Regions from separate parts of the Mus musculus genome. Here region 1 is linked to region 2. Evidence: chromatin contacts called from public HiChIP or PLAC-seq data. All regions are on one chromosome and are shown on one strand. The core of a region is the stretch at or near the end of the contact, and the rest is flanking DNA. Distances in the headings are between cores, read along the strand shown.

Region 1 (5,869 bases), core at 2,619-5,118, 360 kb before region 2:
ATGAAAGGGGAAAGTGGATTGATGGAATAGAGAGGGTTAAAATTAGTGAGAAATGTGTTAACATCCTAGAGAAGAAAGTACGAGGAAGATTGATAATATAAATAAATCTTTGGGCTAGAACAAGCAGGGACTGAGCGAACGGAGTTGATCAGAGCAAATGGGGCCGACCAGAATGAGCAGAGATGACCACAGTGAGCAGAGGTCCTAAAAATTCAATTCCCAACAACCACATGAAGGCTCACAACCATCTGTACAACTACAGTGTACTCACATACATAAAACGAACAAATAAATCTTAAAAAAAAAAAAAAAAAAGAAAAGAGAAATTACAGTCAAGAGTTCCTGAGATGACTTGACTGGGCAGGAGTGCCTGTGTGCTGGACTGAAGATATGAGTTTGAGCCCTGGATCCCACAAAGTGACAGATAGAACTGATTCCTGTGAGCTGTGTTTTGACCTTCACATGTTTACCGTGGTGTAAACATGCCTGCACTCACACACTTATAAACAATAAACAGTAAACAAATGAGCTGTAGAGAGAATATCTTAAGTATTATATGGATGCATCACCTGTCAATTAAAAAACCTACGGCCGATAGGAACAGGTAGAATAGATGGTGGGACATCCGGATGGCAGGAAGGATTCTGGGATAGAGCCAGGCATATGAGATCTGCCTGAGGAAGATAACTGAGAATAAGTGGGGGTAATTTAAGTTATGATCTAATAAGAGAAAAGCCTAGCTATATAGCAAGGTATTTGAAAATGTATTTTGAGTCTGAGTCTTATTGCTGGGAGGTGAAACTTCTGCATAAGCAAATAAACAAATAGTCCCAGGCCTATCCTGATATCAGGGTGATGGCACCAGACTTAGTGTGTGCCTCTGTAGCTGACCTCAGGTCAGCTCCTGCTCTGACAGTTTCCTTTCTTCCAAATTTCAAAGATGATTATTCAGGGCCAGATGGATCAGTTCTAGGCTGAGAATCAGAAAATCCAGTCTAGACCTTCTTTCTTCTACTCAGTAAATCTTTCCCTTGCTGCCTTGGTCTCCTTATCTGTAAAATGTAGTTAACAATGGACTCCTGATTGTGAGTGGGAGTGCAAGCCTACCCCAGATATTACAATTATGAATCCTAGAGCATGGTAACAACTATTTATTTTATAAATGGGGAAGCTGAGGTTCACTGTGGTTGTCAGCCTTGTGTCGAGGTGACTCAGATATGGCGCCCAGATGTGGTCAAACACCAGCCTACATGCTGCTTTGAAAATGTGTTGTTGTTTTCTAAGGATCAAATTCAGGGCCTCATATATAAAGCAAACACTTACCCTGAGCTACATATCTAGCACCAGTTTTTTCTTTTGATTATAATTACATTTCCCACTTCTTTCTCCCTCCAAACTCTCCCATGTGTGTCTCTTTGTTCTCTTTCAAATTTATGGCCTCTTTTTAAAAATTGTGTTTTTATATATTTTTAATATATCTTTTATATATATTTATGTGTATATATTATACATATATATTCCAAAATATCAGCTCCTTTTTAAAATATGAGCTTAACATTGAAATTAGTAAATGTTGATTAAAACAGATTTCCCATCAAAATATGCATATCATGCAAACAGCTTTGAGAGAAAAGACAAAGACCACGTGAAGAAGGGAGACTTGTAGCCTGTTGGCCCGCCACAAATGCTTCAGACTTGCCAGCCCCTGTATTGGCACAGGCCAGTTCACTAAAAGAAGTCTCTCAGACAGGTACTGCTAGAGAAGATGGATGGAGTGATGTGATGGATAAATGGATGGATGGACAGACAGATGGTCGATGGACAGAAATACACACAGAGAAACACCTGTTCTGCTTCTCTGGGGGAACCTGGCCAGCACAGTCATCCCTTTACAATTATTGGGCACCTAGAGCAGGCCCAGGTAGGCAGAGCAAATGAGACAATTTCTGCCCTCAAGTAACTGCTTTCTGCCTGATTTTATTCTTACCTTTGGCATCTGTTCTTCCAGTCACATAGTCACATTGTCACATCGTCCTCTTAATTAAGAAAAAGCAGACAAGTGACTTTCCACCTCCTGCTGAGTGTAGCCAATACTATGATGTCTGCATGCTTTGGGAAGTGTGAGTCCACAGCAAGATGTTCAAATGGGTAATCAAAAGCTGTGAGGCGAGGATGTTTCCCAAGTGATAACGATGCCCAAGTGGGTTTGAAGGAAGCATATGAGCTAGCAAGTCTCAGAGGACAGAGGCCAGGCCTTTAGGGTTCTCTGGAGCATGCAAACTAGTGACAGTACTTCCACACGTGGAGTTCAGGGGAGCTGTGGGTGAGCAGAGATGTCGGAGTGGAGAGTTGTGTGATAAAGCTAGAGCCGTCACCGAGGACCGATTCCGGGAGATCGTAGAGTACTGAGGAACTTAGCCTGGCAGGGATCCATGCTTCAGAAAGGAGCCTCCAAGGCTGATGTGGAGGGCAGGCCATAGGAGAGCCATGTGAGACGTGAGGTGAGGCAGAGGGATGTGGAATAGAACGTGCTCTTTCACTCGTGTTGTGTTGCTGAAGCACCTACTACCAGGCAGGCTCTCTGCTTCGTGATGAAGAGCTAGAATAGACAGACAAGCTGGGCTGGTGGCACACGCCTTTAATTCCAGCACTTGGGAGGCAGAGGCAGGCAGATTTCTGAGTTTGAGGCCAGCCTGGTCTCCAAAGTGAGTTCCAGGACAGCCAGAGCTACACAGAGAAACCCTGTCTCAAAAAAACAAGCAAACAAAACAAAACAAAACAAAAAACAAACAAAAAAAAAAAAACCCAGAATAGACAGAGAGCATAGCTGGGGGCTGGGGGGAAGTAGTGACGGAGCTGAGAGAAATTAGTGCCGGTCAGTGATGAGTCAGAGGTGAGAATAAAATCAGACTTCTGCAGTTACCCTCATATTCCAAAAGGAAGAAAGGAATTCCTCAAATAGATGACTACCGATGGGGCCCTAGAGGGTGGCAGTATCTAGAGGGAGGCAGAGAATGAAGGGTTTAGTGAGAAGAGATGGTCAAACAGGAAGACAGAACAGTGTGCCATTATGGGAACTAAGGAAAACAAGAATGACCAAGAAAGCTTCTGAGCAGAAAAGGCACAGGAGACAGACACGGGCAACTTGACTGGAAGTAGAGAAGGCAGTCAGGAAAACCTGATGTGTGGGGGCTGATTGTCAAAAAAGACTGAGGCATGACCCATGCTGGTATGCTATGAGGAACAAGCCCAAGAAGAAAACAGTCTGTGGCCTCAGAGATCCAGTCACCCCTGTCCTTACCTTGCAGGACAGTAGTGGCCGGGCCAGCTCAACCATCATAGCTCACAAGAGGAAGCCAGTGTCCAACTCTGCTTCCAGACTTGTTGAGGTGGCTAAAAACTGACCCCACAAGGAACAGCCAAGGCTATGGGACAGCTTGAGATGCCTCTTGGGAGACTATCCCCAGGTTGTAAAGGAAGGCTTTCCTGAAACCAAGGGAACAAATACCTTTTCTGGATCTAGACTGACCTGAAAAAAATCTGAAAATCTGGTAGAATCAGCTTTGCAGAGCCTCCGCTGTCAGGAAGGAGCCAGTCCCTCATTCTTAGAAGCATGCAGACTCAGTGGCTTTTACGTAGGGCTGGTGTGCAGGAAATGTAGTCTTTAGCTGGTGTGTGTGTGTGTGTGTGTGTGTGTGTGTGTGTGTGTGTGTGTGTGTGTGTAATCGGTGATCTTAAGCAGAAGGCGGGGTAGATGAGCCACCTCGAGGCAGACAAGGGATGGGCCAGCTCTTCCAGGCATTGTAGCCAGTAAGGGGTGGGGCCAGCTTTCCAGAACCAGAGCCAGCTCTCTGATGCTGCCCAGGCAAGAGGCAGTGCCAGCTCTCCAGGGTGTGGTGGTGGATGAGAGGCGGGGCCTGCTCAGCACAGTGCTGTGACATCAACATGGCCTCAGGAATAGTCCAGACCAGGACATCCACATGACCTTTGGTGGTAACATGGGCCTGGGACATCAACACATACCCCAGCTGTGATAGGACCAAGGACCCAGACATGGCCCCTGGTGGAAGCATGGGCCGTGTTCATTCCAGTGGCAGCAGACCAGTTTGCCTCCCCCCAATTCCCTCAGCATCAACACGCCCACAGAACATCAACATGGTCTCAGGCAGCAGCCCAGACCACTGACATCCAGATGGCCTTAGGTGGCAACACAGTCCATAGATATCAGCATAGGCCCCAACTGAGGTAGGACCACGGACTGGACATGGCCCTTGGCAGCAGCTTGGATGCACACATCACCATGGTGATTGTGCCAGCAATTCATAGTTGCCTGCTCCTCACCCCTGTTGCTTCTCCAGTTCTGCCTCTTTCCACAGTGTGTGAACCATTCAGCTTCGCTTGCCATCTCTCCAACAAATGCTCCAGCTGACCCATCTCACCGCCATCAAAGTTGCTCCTCAAAGTGGCGCTGGCCAGGCTGGCCACAGGGCCCGGATGAGTGCTCGGGTGTCTTTCTTCTGGCTACTCAAAAGCTGAAGGGGCCAGGCAGGCCTGCTGGTAATTCTTTTAATGTCTCATTTTCTTAATCTGTATGTTTGTGTGTGTGTGTGTGTGTGTGTGTGTGTGTGTGTGTACCTGTACACTCACACACTATTATATACATGCATAGTCTCACACTCTCAAACTGTGGAGACCAAAGGACAATGAGTTTGTATCGTTCTCTCGTTGTACCGTGCGAGATCTAGAGATCGAACTTAGATCTTCAGACTGGGCAACAAGCACCTTTGCCCCACTGAGCCTTCTAGCCAGCCTCACATTCATTGAGGTAGGGTACTGCTTGTGTTCACGTAAGTACTAGCCTACTTAATAGTGGCCCCACCAGGCTTGGTGGCACGTGTCTATAATCCCTGTATTTGTGAGCATGAGCCAGGAAGATTGTGAGTTCAAGGCCAGACAGAGCCACATAGCAAGATTCTATCTCAAAAGAAAGAAGGAAAGCAACCTAGTTCCCAAATAAAAGTCATGAAGCCAGCAGCTTCATTTTTTAGTATATTGTTATAATTTGCCATTAGTTATTTTTATTATATGTTTTTAACTTTTTGAGACAGAATCTCCTCCTTCCGCACCCACCCCCACCCTGTGTGTGTGTGTGTGTGTGTGTGTGTGTGTGTGTGTGTGTGTGTGTGTGTGTGTGTGGTGTGGTGTAAAGACTCATGCCAGACTTGAATACATAGTGAGTTTGAAGCCACCCTGGGCTACATAAGACTGTGTCTTTTTTTTTTTTTTTCCATTTTTGAGACAAGGGTTTCTCTGTGTAGCCCTGGCTGTCCTGGAACTCACTTTGTAGACCAGGTAGGCCTTGAACTCAGAAATCTGCCTGCCTCTGCCTCCCGAGTGCTGAGATTAAAGGCATGCTCCACCACTGCCCAGTGAGACTGTCTCAAAAGAAGAAAAGAAGCAAAGGACTCTGGGACACAGACATTACTTGTGTGGCTCTGGAGTTTGTGTGGCCCCCAGAACCCTATGTTAGCCACTGGGCAATGCAGCTTTGGGCCAACCCCTGTCCTCTCTGGAAAGTAGTGTCCTCTTGTCAAAAGCCTGCCTGATCCTCCTAAGGGCTCTAGCAAATTCAGATCTGTGAGCTTAAGGATGAAGGGAGAGCCCCAGCAAACAGAGATGGCAGGCAAGTGCCATCTTAACCAAGAGCAGATTTTCAACCCAAACCCCAGCCGGAGCTTTAAATTCCTCCATGCATCCAGTCCTTCGCCTTTGCACAGCAGAGAACCTGTTGTATCTAGAGCCTTGATCTTGGGGCTGGGGACACGGAGGTGGTGCCAGGGCAAATATTGGCACTGGCTACTGAGCTGTC
Region 2 (6,211 bases), core at 2,225-4,724:
AGTCGGGGCAGGGTCTGGCAGGCCTGGCCTCTCTGTGCATTCTGACTAAACCTGGACAACTTTCTCTAGGACTCTGAGGCTTGGAGGTGGAGAACTTTGTAGTCCAGCCCAGGCTGGCCTTGAACTGAGTAACTCCCTGTCTCAACATCCCTCTGCCTCAACCTCCAGAGGGCTGGGCTTACAGAAAGGTGTGTGCCACCACTGCAGGGGTCCTGATAAATTTCAACACCTCTCCTTGCTAGCCTGAAGTCCCAGAGTGAATGAGGAAGCAATCAGCTGTGTGACTTAGTTTAGAATGGACAGGCTATATTCTTTCTTTGTTTTGCTGTTGTTGTTGTTTAGTTTTTCAAGACAGGGTTTCTCTGTGTAGCCCTGGCTGTCCTGGAACTTACTCTGTAGTCCAGGCTGCCCTCAAATTTACAACGACCCACCTGCCTCTGCCTTCTGGGTGCTGGATTTAAAGATGAGTCCAAGTTCACGCCTATGAAAAATAGGTGCTGTCTGGAAAGGAGGCTTGGGAGGCTGATCAAAGGAATGGGGGACAGACCGGCTGCACCAAGGCAAACTTTTCCCTGTTCCCTCTCCTCTCAGGCTCTCGGGCTTGGGCTCAGGCAGGCCTGTTTCCTGGACAGACAGGAAGCTAGTTCAGTGGGCTGGAGAGGAGGGGGGAGCGGAGTGGGAGGGGAAGGGGAAAGTTTATCTTCTAGTTGCTATTCAGAGGCAAGAAATTTCTTCTCTGCGCACAGACCTGGAGTGATGGCACTCCCCGGTCTGTTCTGGCCCCTGATTCCCTGGGTTAGGAGACTTAATGGCCCCAGGGAGACATAGTCCCTGGTGAAGCAGAAAAACATAGGGTTAGCGGGGAGTCCTTAACCTCTCTCCCCACTCCTGGGCACGCAGCATGCAGCATTGGAGGACAGTGGAGGTGAGCACAGAGGGTAAAGGACCCTGTCCCGTGACAGTGGGTGCTGTCTGGTTCCTCAAGCATCGTGCTTTCTGGAGGAGGCCTGGAAGTCGGCTACATAAAAAGCTGAGTAATGCCTCCAGCGTGGGTGCTGAACCTCTGGAGAATGCTCCATCCATACGTAGTTCTTCCTGCCTTCCACCACGGCAGAAAATGAAACCTTTCCAACAAAAAGGGTTTACTTCATGTTGCCTCTGTCCAAGCTGGGCTGAGCCTCAGCTCTCTCATAGAAGAAGCTAAGCCCTGAGAACTCGCAAAGTGGAAGACCAGGTTTAAGGTCTTGCCTAAACACTTCCAGTCTAGCTTCTCCCTTCTTCCCTACCCTGCAGTTCTTACCGGTCCAGAGTTGCCCAATCTCCTCAGGGCATGGAAGGTCTTCCAGTGGAAGCCATCCTGCGTTCTTTGAGGAGCATCTGCCTATACAGCTTCCCTCTGTCCTTTCAATGTTAGAACCTCACCAAGCAGGAGTAGCTTCGGGGTCTTTGCAGAATCTGATCAAGAAGAAGGGGAGAGGAGGAAGGAGGAGCCCCGGTCTCCCACGCTGAACCCAGGCTTCTTCCCTGGGCCATCAGTGCCCAGGCTCGCCATGGCTGGAAAGGACTGTCCTCGCCATGGCAGAGGACCCACTCTTGGACGGAGAGGCCCCGAGAAAGCAGCAAGCCATTCCAAGTTCCCTAGTCCAGTCAAGCCAAGCTAGGGAACAATAGCAAACCCAAGGGAGAGGTCCCAGCCTGCCTTCATGGTGCACACCCAGAAGCAGAGGCAAGAGGAGTCTGAGTTTGAGGTCAGTCTGGGCTGAGTACCGAGACCCCCGACTCACTACAAAACAAATCAGAAATAAAAACATGACAAAACAAACAAAGGGGATCTCTTGGAGCTCTTCATTGGAGGAGACACTTGCAGTGCATGGCACGATCCAGACCTGCTTCTAATGTGTGGAATGGGTATGGAGGAAGGTTCCTGGAATCCGTGGTTTCTGAGACTCGAGGAGGTCAGGAGCTGGGTAGAGAGGGACCAAGGAAGGAGATGCTCTAAGCAGGAAGTGCAACAGATCAACAGAGCACTGCCTGAGTCTTTTCAGAGAACTTTTTTTCCCCCATTATTCACTTTGCATCCAGATCACAGCCCCCCCCCCCCCCCGCTCTGGATTCTCCCCACAGTCCCTCCTCCTACCCACCCTCCCCTTCTCCTCTGAGAATCACCCTCAGTACACCCCCACCCTGGTACATCAAGCTACTGCAGGACTAGGCAGGCACATCCTCTCCCACTGGGACAGACGAGGTGGCTCAGTTAGGAGAATTAGATCCACAGGCAGGCAACAGTCACCCTCCCCCACTCCACTCCCCATCCCCACCCCTGTTCCAGTTGTTGGAGGATTCAAAAAACTTTTTAAATTAATATTTTATTTTATCTATATGGGTATTTGGTTGAGAACCACCATGTGGACTCAAACCCAGGTCTTCTGAGAGAGCAATTAGTGCTCTGATTACTATGGTGTGCATGTGCATGTGCGTGTGAATGTGCGTGTGTGTGTGTGTGTGTGTGTGTGTGTGTGCATGCTCAAGCCATGCTACCATGTGGACTCAAACCCAGGTCTTCTGGGAGAGCAATTAGTGCTCTGATTACTATGGTGTGCATGTGCATGTGCGTGTTAATGTGCGTGTGTGTGTGTGTGTGTGTGTGTGTGTGTGTGTGTGCATGCTCAAGCCATGCTACACACGTGGATATGAAAGGGCAATTTGTGGGAGTTGCTTCTCTGCTCCCATCCCTGTGGGTTCCAGAGCTTGACCTCCGGTCATTAGCCTTGGAGGCAGGGACCTTTATCTGCTGAGCCATCTCCCCAGCTCCACTGAAATTTCATTTTATATTTAATTTTCCCACCGTCCGGGTGATCATTGGCAAATTACCTCTCATTCTGTGACTCTCGGGGAATGTACTAGCAGTTCTCTGAGCAGGAACAGAGGGACTGAGGCATGGTGGTGGCCAGAGGAGAGGTCCCAGAGACACCAAGACACAGTGTGTGGACACAGGGTAAGAGTGGAGAGGCTCGGCTCAGAGTGCTCAGATAGGGGTATGGAGGTAGCATTTCCTGGAAGGCGGCTTGGAGGTGAGCAGAGAATGCGGTGACCGTAATTCTAAGTGACAGTGGCTGAAGTTCTCCAGAATTTTCTGAGGGGCAACAGGCAGGTGATCAGGGAGAGCTTGGGGACAGAGTCCAAGGAATGCAGCTGATGTTGCGTCAAGGCAGAGTAGGGAGGACAGACCTAGTGTCCTAACAGCAGGAGCTGGAGTGTTACCTTGTCTTCCCCAGCACCCTACTGCAGACCTCAGCTCTAATAACTATGTCTGGAAGGGGTTTGGAGCCAGACAGACTCTGCTTCCCACCCCAGTCCCTGCCTGTAGCTCCCCTGGCCAGTTTCTGCTGCTTTCTGAGACCTTACTTCTCAGTACTGGAATTTGACTTTATCTCCCAGAGGTCACCTTGTCCACACCCAGCCCTGGGGTTGGACATTCCTCACATTCCAAGGCCCTCACTGGAGCTGGCCAGCCCAGGCTTCCTGCTAGCCTCAGCTCCTCTAAGCTAGACAGAAGTGAGGACCTGTTTGTTCTGGGTCTAGCCCTGGGCTTTAAGGGTCCACAGTCAAATTCCTTCACTCTCCTTCTATCTGATGGTCTCTGAATAAGCTACAGTTTGTTGTGGGGTTTTTTTGTTGTTTTTTTTTTTTGTCGTTCCCCCCCCCCCCCCCCAGGTTCCAGGCCCTCACCAGTGGCTCAGGAGAGTTCTGAGGCTACAAAGGAGCTGAGTTGCTGTACTGTTAGGAAGCCTACGCCTCCTTAGCCTTCCATGAGCCTGTTTCCTCCTTCTTTTTTTCCTTTTAAATAAAAACAACAACAACAACAACAACTATTTCTCACTGTTTATTGTTGGGAGTGGGGAAATGCTGCTGTTTGCTCCTGAAGAATTCACTTGCTGGAAACCGGTTCTTCCTCTCCCTGGGGATCACAACCAGGTTGTCAGGCCTGGCAGCAAGAGATCATACCCAAGGAGCCATCATGTGAGTTCTGTTTTTTTGTTTTGTTTTTAATTTAATGTGTTTGGGTGTTTGTCTGCACATGTATGTACACTGCATGTGTGCCTGTTGCTCATATACCAGGGCAGGTTGGATCCTGTGGAACTGGAGTTATAGTTGTGAACCACCACATGGGTGTTGGGAACCGAACCTGGGCCCTCTACTGTCAGTGCTCATAAGCACTGAGCCATCTCTTCAGCCCAAATATTTTTATTTATTTAGGCAAAGTCTCAAGGATGTCCTCACCTCCTGCCTCACCTTCTTCTTCTTCTTTTTTTTTTTTTTTGGTTTTTTGAGACAGGGTTTCTCTGTATAGCCCTGGCTGTCCTGGAACTCACTCTGTAGACCAGGCTGGCCTCGAACTCAGAAATCCGCCTGCCTCTGCCTCCCAAGTGCTGGGATTAAAGGAGTGCGCCACCACACCCAGCTCTGCCTTGCCTTCTTGAATGCGGGGAGTACAGACAGCAATCTACTACACTCTCCTTGTTTCCACAGTGACAGCTCTCGGGGCAGCTGAGGGCTGGCACACGTGGCAGTGTGATAGTCCACGAGGTGGCTGAGTGGGAGGAGGCTTTAGAATTCCTCTCTCCCTGCGCCTGCCGACTCCGGCTACGCCTGCAGGCAAGATCCGAGATGTCCTTTGCTGGTCATGGATCAGAGGGACAAAGGCTTCAGACTCTGGTATGTTTCTTGGAAAAGCAAGAGCTCTGATGGGAACAGAGGCAGGGAGTCTGCCCCAGGCACTTGGATTTACTCTTCACTCTGAACATTATAATGTAGGGGTCTCCTAAACCATTTTCCAATGGGAGGGGGACGGGGCACAAGGGAACATGTCCTCTGAGCTTATTAAGCTCTTGTTCCAGATCACTCTCTAGGTACCGGGGCTCTGGAATTCTATACTTGGTAGAGCGCCTGCCCAAGAAGTGTCCAGGGAGCGGCAGTTGGAGCTACTTTTGCCTGTACATCCCTAGGCACGCGCTATAAAACTGCTCCATATCTCACAACCATCCGTAATGAGATCTGATGCCCTCTTCTGGTGTGTCTGAAGACAGCTACAGTGTACTTACATATAATAAATAAATAAATCTTTAAAAAAAAACAAAACTGCTCCATATGCTTAGAAAACACGCTTAGGGGCTTAGTGTTCACTCCTGGATTTGAGTCACTCTCCAGTGACAGTGTTTCTAGGAGGACACTGAGACCTCATGAAAGATCAGTCAGCTAAACAACCACCTCTGAGTTATCTCTGCTCCTTCCCACCCAGCAACCCCCTAACATCTCCATCAGCTGCAAAAGAGATCACAGCATGTGTAGAATGTAGCTTGGAATCCTGGAGGTGGTTGGCTGGTTTTGCTTTTTTGTTGTTGTTGGTTTTTTTTTGTTTTTGTTTTTGTTTTTCGAGACAGGATTTTCTCTGTGTAGCCCTGGCTGTCCTGGAACTCACTTTGTAGACCAGGCTGGCCTTGAACTCAGAAATCTGCCTGCCTCTGCCTCCTGAGTGCTGGGATTAAAGGCGTGTACCACCATGCCCAGCTTTGCTTATTTTTTGAGATGGGGTTTCTCTGTGTAGTCTTGGCTGTCTTGGAACTTACTCCTTAGACCAGGCTGGCCACCTGTCTCTGCCTCCAGAGTGCTGAGATTAAAGGTGTGTGCCATCACCACCCGGTGGCCTTTTGTTGGTTTATTCAAGATTTCTTTGTTGAGTGTTTTGTCTTCATGGATGCATGTGCTAATCCCCTGGACCTGAAGTCACAGATGGTTGTTAGTTGCCATGTGGGTGCTGGGAATCAAGCCCTGGTCCTATGTAAGATTGTCGAATGAGAATGATCCTAACTGCTAAGCCATTTCTCAAGCCCTAAGTCTCTATCTCTGCTTCCACTGGGTGTCCATGCAAGCACACTTATGCAGGACGAGTGAGTCTGTTCTCTGAAGGGAGCTGGTACTCTGTAGGGGCACCTACACCTGCAGACTCTGGGATAGCTCTAGTTCATTGATTACCATCCAGCCCCTGTGGCCTGGCTGTCCCCTCTATTTTCTGCAGCACAGGCCTCTTAGCTCCATAGTTTTTTCAAACTGGCCAGCACACACACCACACAATTGCTTCTCAAAGTCAGAACTTCATCTCCTGCTCACCCTCATTATGCTCCTTTCGCTGCCCTGCAGTGCTCCCAGTAGC

The links. HiChIP or PLAC-seq counts read pairs in DNA pulled down with a chosen protein or histone mark.
Region 1: a contact with region 2 is called in an HNF4G HiChIP or PLAC-seq map of pancreatic cancer cells. The contact joins two enhancer-like sites. A contact is called at or near these places in 1 of 115 datasets of contacts at active chromatin or transcription factors (pancreatic cancer cells) and 2 of 9 other capture datasets (adipose tissue and liver).

What each region holds. Positions count from the first base shown.
Region 1 is chr4:107,221,805-107,227,673 of GRCm38.p6, reverse strand. No RefSeq gene overlaps it. Among named protein-coding and RNA genes, the nearest start is that of Ldlrad1, 16 kb to the right of the region's middle. Within about 2 kb of position 3,868, at least 44 of the 459 cell types and tissues checked have an H3K27ac peak or open chromatin away from gene starts, as enhancers often do. A contact at or near this core is called in pancreatic cancer cells, where this site is marked.
Region 2 is chr4:106,856,929-106,863,139 of GRCm38.p6, reverse strand. No RefSeq gene overlaps it. Among named protein-coding and RNA genes, the nearest start is that of Gm31125, 20 kb to the right of the region's middle. Within about 2 kb of position 3,474, at least 98 of the 459 cell types and tissues checked have an H3K27ac peak or open chromatin away from gene starts, as enhancers often do. A contact at or near this core is called in pancreatic cancer cells, where this site is marked.